Regions from separate parts of the Sus scrofa genome. Here region 2 is linked to region 1. A link is a contact called in public HiChIP or PLAC-seq data. All regions are on one chromosome and are shown on one strand. The core of a region is the stretch at or near the end of the contact, and the rest is flanking DNA. Distances in the headings are between cores, read along the strand shown.

Region 1 (5,163 bases), core at 789-3,288:
TCTTCATCCAACCCATGCCCATGCTCTATTCCTCAAGTTCTCTTTCCAACTTATTTTTCCCACCCAGCCTTTCTGAATCTCCGACTCGTCTCAGCCTGCAAGCATGCTCAAGTACTCCACACCATCCTAAAAATATCTCTTTCCCTAACATCTATTCCTTCTCAGGCTATCCTGATATTTCTCTGTCTATCCCTTAGCACACTAGACTTCATACAGGTACATCAACTCACGTTCTCAGAATCCCCATTATACTGATGTTAATAAGTCCCCTTAAAGCAGCAATCAAATTCCTAAGAGCCAAAGCTAGTGGCTATTCTTAGTGATTTGTGGGGTTCCATCTCCTATATAGACAAAATTAGGTTAAAACTAATTCTATAAGAAACATAGAGGAAGCCTGCTGTGGATATGCATTTGCACCAAGCCTTTGAGCTGTCAAAGGCCCACTACCCATCCAAGACTTCCTAAGTCACCAACACAGTGCTTCTCTGACTAAAGCACTGACCTTATGATAACTGCCCAAATTTGTTATATTTTAGGAGTGGTTTGGTTACTTTTTCACACTACTACAGATCTCAGCTATGATTAATGATAGCCTTGTGATCTCAGATTTTTAAAAAGATCTTCTGAAGCTAAAAAACAACAAAGTATTTTAGTCTGGTAATAAATTGCTAAGAATAGATTTGACTAGCTTGTTTTTGTGCAAGCTCTTGAATTTGTTCCAGATTCTTGAATCTGCAGCTGTTAGTCAACAGGTGAAAATGGGTTCTCTAAGAGGAGCCACTAGAAGATTCTGAAATATTGTGACTCACAGATTAAAAAAAAAAAAAAAAAAAAAAAAAAAAAAAACTGGCAGTACAGATTTTAATTCCAACTTTTAGCAATGAAGCTCACAATAAAAAATAAAGCAGACATTTTCAGGGAAGTTGTTGGACTGCCAACAACTACGGAAAGAGAAAGCATATCTGACAGGAAATGTGCCCCCATCTATCTAACATGAAGGCAAATGAAACAGAAAACCTCTCCACAATGAGAAAGTAGTACAGGTGATGTGTGACACCATGGCAGGAAATAAGAACTTCCAGTTCCAGCATTAATAATTTATACCTCCTCTATACTTTTGGAAAATTTAGATGAAATATTATCCTAGTTCATAAAACCATAACTTATGGGTCTTAAATTTTGAATTTTCAATTATTTTATATTCTATCTGTAATGGTTGTTCTCACAAGATTAAATAATATATACTCATTTAAAGCTTTTACTTAAAGAACTCTATTTAAGTTTTGACTGACACATCATGCCAACCAGTTCTCAGCTGAACAAGCTCCAGCTTTCAGCACAACATCCATCTTTTGGCAGGCAGTTTATCCAAGTGTATAGGAAATCAGCATGTTCTACAAATGAAGATCTATTCTGCGACAGCTCTAATGTGTGTGTACTTTTTGTTTGTTTGTTTGTCTTTTTGCCTTTTCTAGGGCCGCTCTCGCGGCATATGGAGATTCCCAGGCTAGGGGTCTAATCGGAGCTGTAGCCACCGACCTATGCCAGAGGCACAGCAACACCAGATCCAAGCCATGTCTGCAACCTACACCACAGCTCACGGCAATGCCGGATCCTTAACCCACTGAGCGAGACCAGGGATGGAACCCACAACCTCATGGTTCCTAGTCAGATCATTAACCACTGCACCACGACGGGAACTCCGTTTGTGTACATTTCAAGTTATCTTAAGCTCATTACTGGAAAGAGGGGTCTTCTTTTAAGCACAGCAAACATAAGTCCTTTCACAATATTGGTCTAGGACCCTTTGAACCCCCAATCGCTGAAACTAATCGGAGGGATGCATTGAAACAAGAACAGAATAAAACAACGAAATGGCGATCAGACAAGGGGAGGTTCCTGGGGGGTTGTGTGTCCCCAAACATTCCCCTCTCTCCACACAGCTTCGGTCTAACAGATACTGTGTTAATCAAGAGTCTGCTCACGATGAAGTTCTGGGTCAGCAGGGGAGACGAAAGGGGAGGGGAGAAACGTCCTAATGAACTTGCCTCTGGGTTTGGGGGGCAAAGCAAAGCTGGGACCTTCCCACCGCGCAGCTCTAGCAGGGCGAACATCAGGTACTCGGACCCGCGACTTCAACTCGCAACTTCTTCCTCCCCCATCCCCCACCCAGGCGCGGGCCACTGCCGCTCGAGGAGTCCCGGCCACCACGTTACCAAGCAACAGGCTGCCAGAAGCAACTGAGCAGAATGCCAGGGGTTAGGGAAGTCGGTTGGGAAGAGAGCCTGAGCAACAGAAATGAGCCCAGGTAAGAGCCAGGCCGGGAGCCGGCCCTTGGGGGGACGGTCTAGGAAGTGGACCGGTGGTAGTGGAGGGCGCCGCCTCCCCAGCCGCCTCTCCCTCCACACGGGTCCTGTCCGGAGAGCGAATCTTCCAGACTCGCTGCACAGCTCGCTCACCCCGGGACGGAAAGCACCGCCTCCCTCCCCCAGCCCGCCTGGCTTTGGTCTGGGAGCCACCAGTCCCGCCGCCCCAGCGTGGCTCCAGCGCGCCCTCCGGTGGCGGCTCAGGGCTCCCGCGTCCCGAATCCCCAGGCCTTGCCTCTTCTCCCAACAGAAAAGCATCCTGAGGAAGAGGATGAGGTGGCCTGCGTTCTCCTTTCAGCGTCCAAGATCCTAAATTCCTCTGAAGGGGTAAAGGAAAATGGTGGCAGTGAAAAAGGTAAAACCTTCCAGGTCAAGGCTCGGATGGCAGTGAAGTTTCTGCCTTTTACTACAGGCAGCCAGTACATTGCCTAAATCCACTGCCCACCTGGTGTAGTTCCACTAACTACTCATATAATAATAAACTAACACCGCTATCTGGCATTTACTTTGTGCCAGATATTGTTCTAAACACTTTAATCTATCAACTTATCTAATCTTCACAACCCTATGAAGTCAGTCTACCATTTTCCTCCTATTACAAGTGGGGAAACAGGCACAGAGAGGTTGTTTTATATATATATATATATAGTTATATACAAAAGTAAAATTATATATATATATATAACTATGTATATAACTGGGTTATTTTTCTGTACAGCAGAAATTGACAGAACATTGTAAATCAACTATAATTAAGAAAAAATTAAAGGAAAAAAGACCCAAATGTTAAATAATAGATTGAAACACAGCTGAGCGTCCTATTTTGTTAAAAAAAAGAAAAATTAAGTTTTTTTTTTTTTAAAAGAGCTGCAGTTTTTAAGCTCCATAGAAATCATGAATAAGATGTGTGTAAATACCCAGCCAGGAGGGATCTGAGAACACTGAAGTTGAAGTCTCATTCCCTGGAAAGAAGCCTTAGGAGGCTACATACCTCAGAGGGGGCTGGTGTTCAGCATGACACTCCAGGGGAGTAGCAGAGTACTGTGGGCAGAAGGTGACATCTAAACTGATGGGCCAGGTTGCGATCTGACAGTTGCTCACAGCCCATAGGGGACATGCAGGTGACCCAGATGCAGAGGTGCCAGGAAAAGCAGTGAGGTGGAGACCTGAGGTCAGCACAGGATTTGCCACCTTCCCAAATCCAGGACCTTCATATAGGTCTTGTCAAGGGCCCCAAAAGAAGGGCTGGAGCAGCTACACCCTCACAGATAAGACACAAGACAACTGGAGGCCCAGGGACCACCAGGATGAGCCACACCTTAGTGGAGGCCAGCAGGACAGTGTGCTGACCACCCCCTCTCCAATCTTGTGAGCCCCACCGGTGTCCCTGTGCAATAGGAGGGTAATGGAAAGCTCCAGCTGGGGAGAAAGTCCTCCCAGAGAGTTTAGACACTGAGACAACTCAGCACTTCAGAGAGCATTTAAGGTCAGAAGAAACTGAGGGACATTAATTTAGCAAGACCATGTGATTGTTCTGGAACCTAAGCAGGATGAAAAGCCCTAGAGAAAAACGCCAGCATTCATAGAAGTTACATGCAAAATTTGCTTGTGTAAGAGTTCCGGTCTTCCGTGCTAGAGCATAGCCAGCATAAGGACAGGGATGCCATATGTGAGAGATATCCCAAGTCATGCTCTATCAAGGACAGCAGGGATCTCCTGCGTAAAACAAAGGCAAAATTAGGAAGGGTGACTTTGTGCCCTCTCCTCTCTCTGTCCTCTTAGGGACACTCAATTGTCACCAAGTGATCCATTCCCTAGTGCTGACCAAAAGAACGCTGACCCGATTCACTCCAAAATCATTTATTTTTTTCCCACATATGTGTATTACCAGCTGACTGAAGGGTGAGTACCTAAAGTTAGCAAGAGGTAATTCTGGATTGTGGGATTCTAGGTTATATATTCCTTTTGATCTGCATTTTGCTCTGAGTGCATCAGAAGAGGTTATTTTAGAGTTTGAGAAACTTTGGGATGCCTTGCTGGACTGATCCAGACCTCACTTGAGTTCTTTCTTATCTCCCTTAGATGAACATTTCTAACTACATTTTATTCCCAGTAAGATACAAAGCTGAGCAATATCCAGATGGACTCATGGTCCATCCCTGCCCTGTGATGAAGGCAGATTCTTCAGGTGGTCAAAGGGCTCCAGGCTCTTAACCACAGCTGCTTTCTCAGTGATGAGGGTCAGATCGTAATGGGGTTGGTGGGGGGTGTATACTTTCAACCAGCTTCTATAATATCTGGAGACCGTTGCTCCAAAGATGTGCTGACCTCTTAAAACAAAAAATAAACCCTTTTCTTATAGCAGAAACTGTCAGCCTGAGGGAACATTCTAACACAGCTCTCATTTCATTCAGGACACACTTTTAAAATTTTTTTATGAAAATTTCCAAAAGAAGTTGTCTAACATTGGGAAAAAAGAGTATAGACAGGGAACAATATCCAATCACTTGCAATGGAACATGATAGAAGATAATATGAGAAAAAGAATGTGTGTGTGTGTATAACTGCGTACTGTATAGCGGAAATGGACAGAACATTATAAATCAACCAGGATAAAAAAAAAATTTTAAGGAATGTATATCAGGAAATTTGCAAGAATCATACAGTCTCTCCCCTGCTTCAGATCTATAATCTGTTTTCTAGGAAGGAACACACAGATCTTCATAGCACTTTTTGCTCAATTGCATGACAAAAATTATGTTCTATCAATGCAAACTGTTTTCGACGTCAAGGAAGA
Region 2 (5,421 bases), core at 536-3,035, 43 kb before region 1:
TGAGTCTTAAACGACATCCAAACAGAGCACTCTGTTAATAAAGTATGTTGCAGCTCTGCTCTCCTGGACTGATACACTATCATATCAGGCCTGAAGTCCAAGATCCTTGTTCTTGAGTTTTTAAAACATTTCGCACTTCTCCTCCCTCATCCTTACCCCTCTCTTTGGGAATCAGAGCAAACTGGTGAATAACACCAGAAGTACTTGATTACACTCTGAGGCTATGACAGGACCTTCCTCAGAATCTCCCGATCCTCAGACCTATACCAGGCAGACAATGGAGACAAACAGACCTGGGTTTGTGATCTCAACTGTGTCACTTATTAGCTGTATGATCTTATGCAAGTAACTCAACTTCTAAGAAATTACTTCCTCTACTTGATTTAAAAAAAAAAAAAAGAAATAATAACAGCAACTGATGGACTTGCCATGAGGATGAAGATGACATGGGTAATGCAATCACTAGAGGACCTGGACCATGAAGATGCTCAGTGAATACCCAACCCCTCCTTTTCCTCTAAGCAGTTTCATCCTGTCTAGACCTCTTGTGGGAGCCACACAAGACAGTCTCAACTCCTAGGTTTCTGTTATACTCATCACTCATGTGTCAAAAACATAAGTTTACAGCCTGAATTTGAGGGAAGTGACAATTACTCCAAACAAAATTAAACTATACTTTGAGTATACTGACAAATCATCTTCTCATACATACTTTCAGATGGTTTATTGGACTGAGTACCTTTGTGTGACGTTTTCACTTTAGATTTCTTTATTTTTAAAAATAAAATTTTAGGGAGTTCCCGTCGTGGCGCAGTGGTTAACAAATCCGACTAGGAACCATGAGGTTGCGGGTTCGATCCCTGCCCTTGCTCAGTGGGTTAACGATCTGGCGTTGCCATGAGCTGTGGTGTAGGTTGCAGATGCGGCTCGGATCCCGTGTTGCTGTGGCTCTGGCATAGGCTGGCGGCTAAAGCTCCGATTTGACCCCTAGCCTGGGAACCTCCATATGCCGCGGGAAGTGGCCCAAAGAAATAGCAAAAAAAAAAAAAAAAGACAAAAAATAAAATTTTGGAAATCCTGTGGAATCAGATTGTTATGATCATTATACAACTACAGATGTGATAAATTCATGAGTAATAAAAAAATGAAAAAAAACTAAAAAAACTAAAAATAAAAATAAAGATAAAATTTTAATGTATTTGTATTAATGTATATTACATATACCTACGAATATATCTGACCGTATTACTTAATTGCAGAAAGGCTTGCTATTTGCTGAGCACTCCTGCTGTGCCAGGCACTGTGCAGAGATGGCTCATTTAATTCTCAGATCAACCCTACCACAGATGTACCATCATTACCCCTATTTTACAGATGAGAAACTGAGGCTTAAGGACGATAAGTAATTTAACCAAGACTACACAACTAGTAAGGAAACTTTAGCACAATCAAAATTGTAAAATAACCATTTGCATTGATGATGCTTGTGGTTTTTTTAGTTGAAAACATAGAGGTTGTGGCTTAACAGCTGCGGCTTACAGTCGAATGAAGCTCACTGCTGCTCTCCAAGCAGAAGATAAACTGGAGGACAGGTGTTTCTTTAAGAGAGTAATGAGAATTGTAACCCAAAGCCTCCTCCAGCGGCCGCCCAAGAGGTCTGGGAGGCTGCGCCCGCGGCGGCCGGTGAGCGTCTGTAAACTCCGCGGGTCTGGCGCGTCTTTCTTCCAAAGTTGGAGCTCTCCTTGGTGGGAGGGGGAGGGGAGGAGGGGAGGCCGGTGACGTCACTCGGGAGCAGGGATAAAGCTCCTGGGCCGCGGTCCCGCGAGGACACTGCCCCGGGATCAGAGTGGGCTTTCCCGCCCCGGGACACTCGCTGCACCCCCGCCTGAGGAAGGCCGTGCACCATGCCCCAAAACGTGATCCTGCCGGGCCCTGCGCCCTGGGGCTTCAGACTCTCGGGGGGCATAGACTTCAACCAGCCCTTGATCATCACCAGGGTAGGTGTTTACCGATCTTTTGCTGCAGGTCGGAGACTCTGGAGTGCCGCGGGTCCCCCTGGAAAGGAGAGTGGCCAGTGAGCCACTGGGGTGCTCTAGGTGGGTCCTCAGCCTCGGGATGGGGTCACAGCCCAAGGGACGGCAGCATCTTGGCAAACTAAGGTTTGGAAGATGCAGAGCAGCTTTGAGAATTAACCAAGTCAGTTGCAATGGTCTCTGCAGCCTCTTGGACCCCAGCAACTTTCCGAGGAGAGGTGAACTGATAGCGTGGTTTCTCTGGGCTCAGAGAAGGCTAGGCTGTGAGGTGCGCTGCCTTTTTGTCCTTTACTCCCGGTCTCCTTTCAGTAACAAACCAGGTGGGGTCCAGGAAGAGAGACAGAGAACTGACAGTAGCCATGGTGGTTGGAGCAGAACAAACGCCATCTGAATGCCTTCTTTGACTGGATGAAAACTTCAGCAGGGCACAACCTGGGCCGGCCAAGTCGGAACTGCTCATATCAGCCCAGACAGGGAACATATTACTAATCCGTATTCCTGGGTTTCCAGGCATTTTGAATAAATATTTTCCAAAGCTAGAATTTGGCTTAGAAATCATCATCTATAACTCAAACTAAAAAGAAAACGTGTCAGATAGTTTTGTTTACTTGATGGAGGACCATCACTCAGCCTAAAACTCTGAAGGTCATACTTCAGTATCAAAGTCAAGCTTTCCTGACTTGATATTCTCTAAAGTATTGTCTAATTAGGAACAAAAGAAAATGGAAACTTCAGCATCTGTCCTGTCAGTAACTTTATAGTTGGTCTACCTGATTTTTTCAACATGTGTTTACTTAACAGAAAATTATTGTTTTTATTTCAGTTACCACATATAAAGCATATTGAACCTAATTTTAAAAGCAAACTTTCATAATATTTGTACCTTTACTATGCTTTATTTTCCTTCCTTACTGCTTATAATGTATTTCATAACTATAATTTATAATCTGATACATTCACATAAATTTTAAGCAAGGTGATGCCTTTTATATTCCATTGGACTTAAGAGTTTTAAGAACCAGTGTCTTTTGGGTTTCAAAACATGTTTCACACAGATGCATACCATGGACCATTTCAAGCTTTGTTTTACATTTTCAAAAACATATAAACACATCTGACATGTGTTTTCATAAAAACTTAACATACCCCCCAAAAGTTCCTAAGTAAATTAGGCAGAAAATGGTTCAGTGATCTGGGCCAAGCAATGCCTTTTATGGATTTACTAAAGAAAGCAGTTTCCATTATCTCTACCAAAAAATATTTTTAAAGTTTCTAAAGTATAGTTTTCATTTGTTTAAATTAAATAAGCTTTTGAATCCTAACAAAGGATAAATCAGATTTATATTAAATCCTAAGGAACTAATTTTGTCACAAAAGTCCTTCAGTGATTTATAAAAGAAATATCTTGCTATTACTGTGCAACATGTCAATATGATGAATCTTATGTTTGAAACGTTGAGTTGCTGACATTATCAACAGTGTTTATTTGAAAGCAGAACTTACATTTTGGAGTTGACTGCAGGAGCTATTGGTAAATACATTTGATATAATGACAGTTATTATTTGGGAAGCCAATTCTGTTTGAATTTTTAACCCATAACTAAGTTGCATCACTCATATTGACACCTGATTCAATAATCCCACACAACCATATATGATTATTTCATTTGACTATGGCTCTTCTCTTCAATTAACTTAAACTCAAGGAGAGCAGGTAAAACTAAACTGTTTTGTATTCCAAGTGTCCCCAAAGCCATTCACACAGTGGATTCTTGCTGAATAAATGAAAACATATTCACTTGCACTTTTTTGCCTTAGTGGACATATAACTGAAAATATTTCCACTGAAACTATAAGAATACTAAAAAAATCATTTGGAAAAAGACTATATATTACACAAAAATAATTATTAGTGTTGTAATGAGGTAGTAGAATAATTGTTAATTTCATAATTTTTATACTGTGTTGAAAGGCAGTGAATGAGGTTGTATATATGTTAGCATATTTTTTTTGCCTGCCATGCACTCTTCTAAACCCTTTAGTTGCACTAATTCACTTAAATCTCACAATAATCCTCTAAGAGTAGTAGTAGTAATATCCCTTTTTGCAGATGAGAAGAATGAGGTTTCAAGAGATTCATTAACCTGCCAATGACCACAAGTGGCAGGACAGAATCTGCCAGGTCCATCTGCCAAAGTTTGCATCCTAAAGCCCCCACACACATGAAAAAATCTGCTTATTGTACAGATATTTCCAAATAGGTGTTTTGTGCCATCCAACTTACCACCTGGTCCTACTGAGTCTATGTCTTCAAGATATACCACTTTACTTTTTTTCTAGCATTGTCCCTAGTCAAGATTTTATAATTTAACCCTTAGATGCTGTCTGCCTCTCCAATTCAACCTGCATGTTCACCATACATATGAAATGGTTGATTGCTCCCATCTTTCCCATTCTTAGAAATTCTTCAATGGCACCCCCAATTTATAGAAAAGAGAATGTGTGGTCTTTAGCATGGTATTCGTGCCTTTGACCCGCTATCCCAACTCAAGTTTCCAACTTCATTTCCTCCCTCTCTTCCTCCTCTCTCCTTTCTTCCTCACTCCGTAAATAGGTACTGGTGCTGATACTCTGGACCACTTATGACTCCTCTAACATGGCTTTTCTCCTGCTATCATTTTTCTCTAGAATTCTCTTCCCCAGTCACCTCATTGTCCTCTGTGCCTATGGAAACCATTCAAATACTGCCCCTCCAGCCTTCTTCCAGTGGCAATCATTGCCTGCATTTAATTACTATAGCTTTTGACCTACAACCTCTCCTTATATCGTGCCTTGTACCACAGATGTTGGGATACATCTGTTTCCAACAGGCTGCATTCCCTCCCCTCAGGGCTAGAACTGCCAAACACAGTGTCCAGTAAATCATAAATGTTATAGAATAAATATAGACACAATATGAGTGATTAATTCACCTTTGGCATAATTTTATTGTCATAATATGTGCAGATTTGTCCTCAGTAATAGTCCACAGTAAAAAAAAAGTAAGAATTGTGTTATTATTCATTGATTTGTCTGTTTTAGATAAATTCTTAAGTATGCAAGGAACTGAAATGCCAATGCCTACACTTTTTTGCTCAAAAAAGTCCCCTAAATGAGTTGTATTCCTCAAGCCAATTAAATGAATTTCTGTCTTCCTACAAGCAATACCCTCCCCTCCCTTCCTCACACTCTACAAAGGCAAACTGTTGCCAAGGTCCTCAGACCCTGATCCTCTGCGCCACCCTCTGTTGGGGGAGGGGTTTACAAGTGGAACTCTCTCCATAAGTTGAAATCACAATTAATCGGCTGTGTAAAACTTTGTATCATCAACAAACATTAGAAGTAAGGT

The links. HiChIP or PLAC-seq counts read pairs in DNA pulled down with a chosen protein or histone mark.
Region 2: an H3K27ac HiChIP or PLAC-seq map of skeletal muscle shows a contact between it and region 1. The contact joins the promoter of PDLIM3 here to the promoter of CCDC110 in region 1. A contact is called at or near these places in 1 of 47 Hi-C or Micro-C datasets (skeletal muscle) and 1 of 2 datasets of contacts at active chromatin or transcription factors (skeletal muscle).

Annotation. Positions count from the first base shown.
Region 1 is chr15:46,500,551-46,505,713 of Sscrofa11.1, reverse strand. CCDC110 (coiled-coil domain-containing protein 110) reads left to right here and starts at 2,038. Exons shown (of 7, transcript XM_021075584.1): 1 at 2,038-2,308. The coding sequence starts at 2,299. It also overlaps a transcript of C15H4orf47 not described here.
Region 2 is chr15:46,542,910-46,548,330 of Sscrofa11.1, reverse strand. It overlaps PDLIM3 (PDZ and LIM domain 3), which reads left to right and starts at 1,785. Exons shown (of 8, transcript NM_001001637.1): 1 at 1,785-1,997. The coding sequence starts at 1,905. It also overlaps a transcript of C15H4orf47 not described here.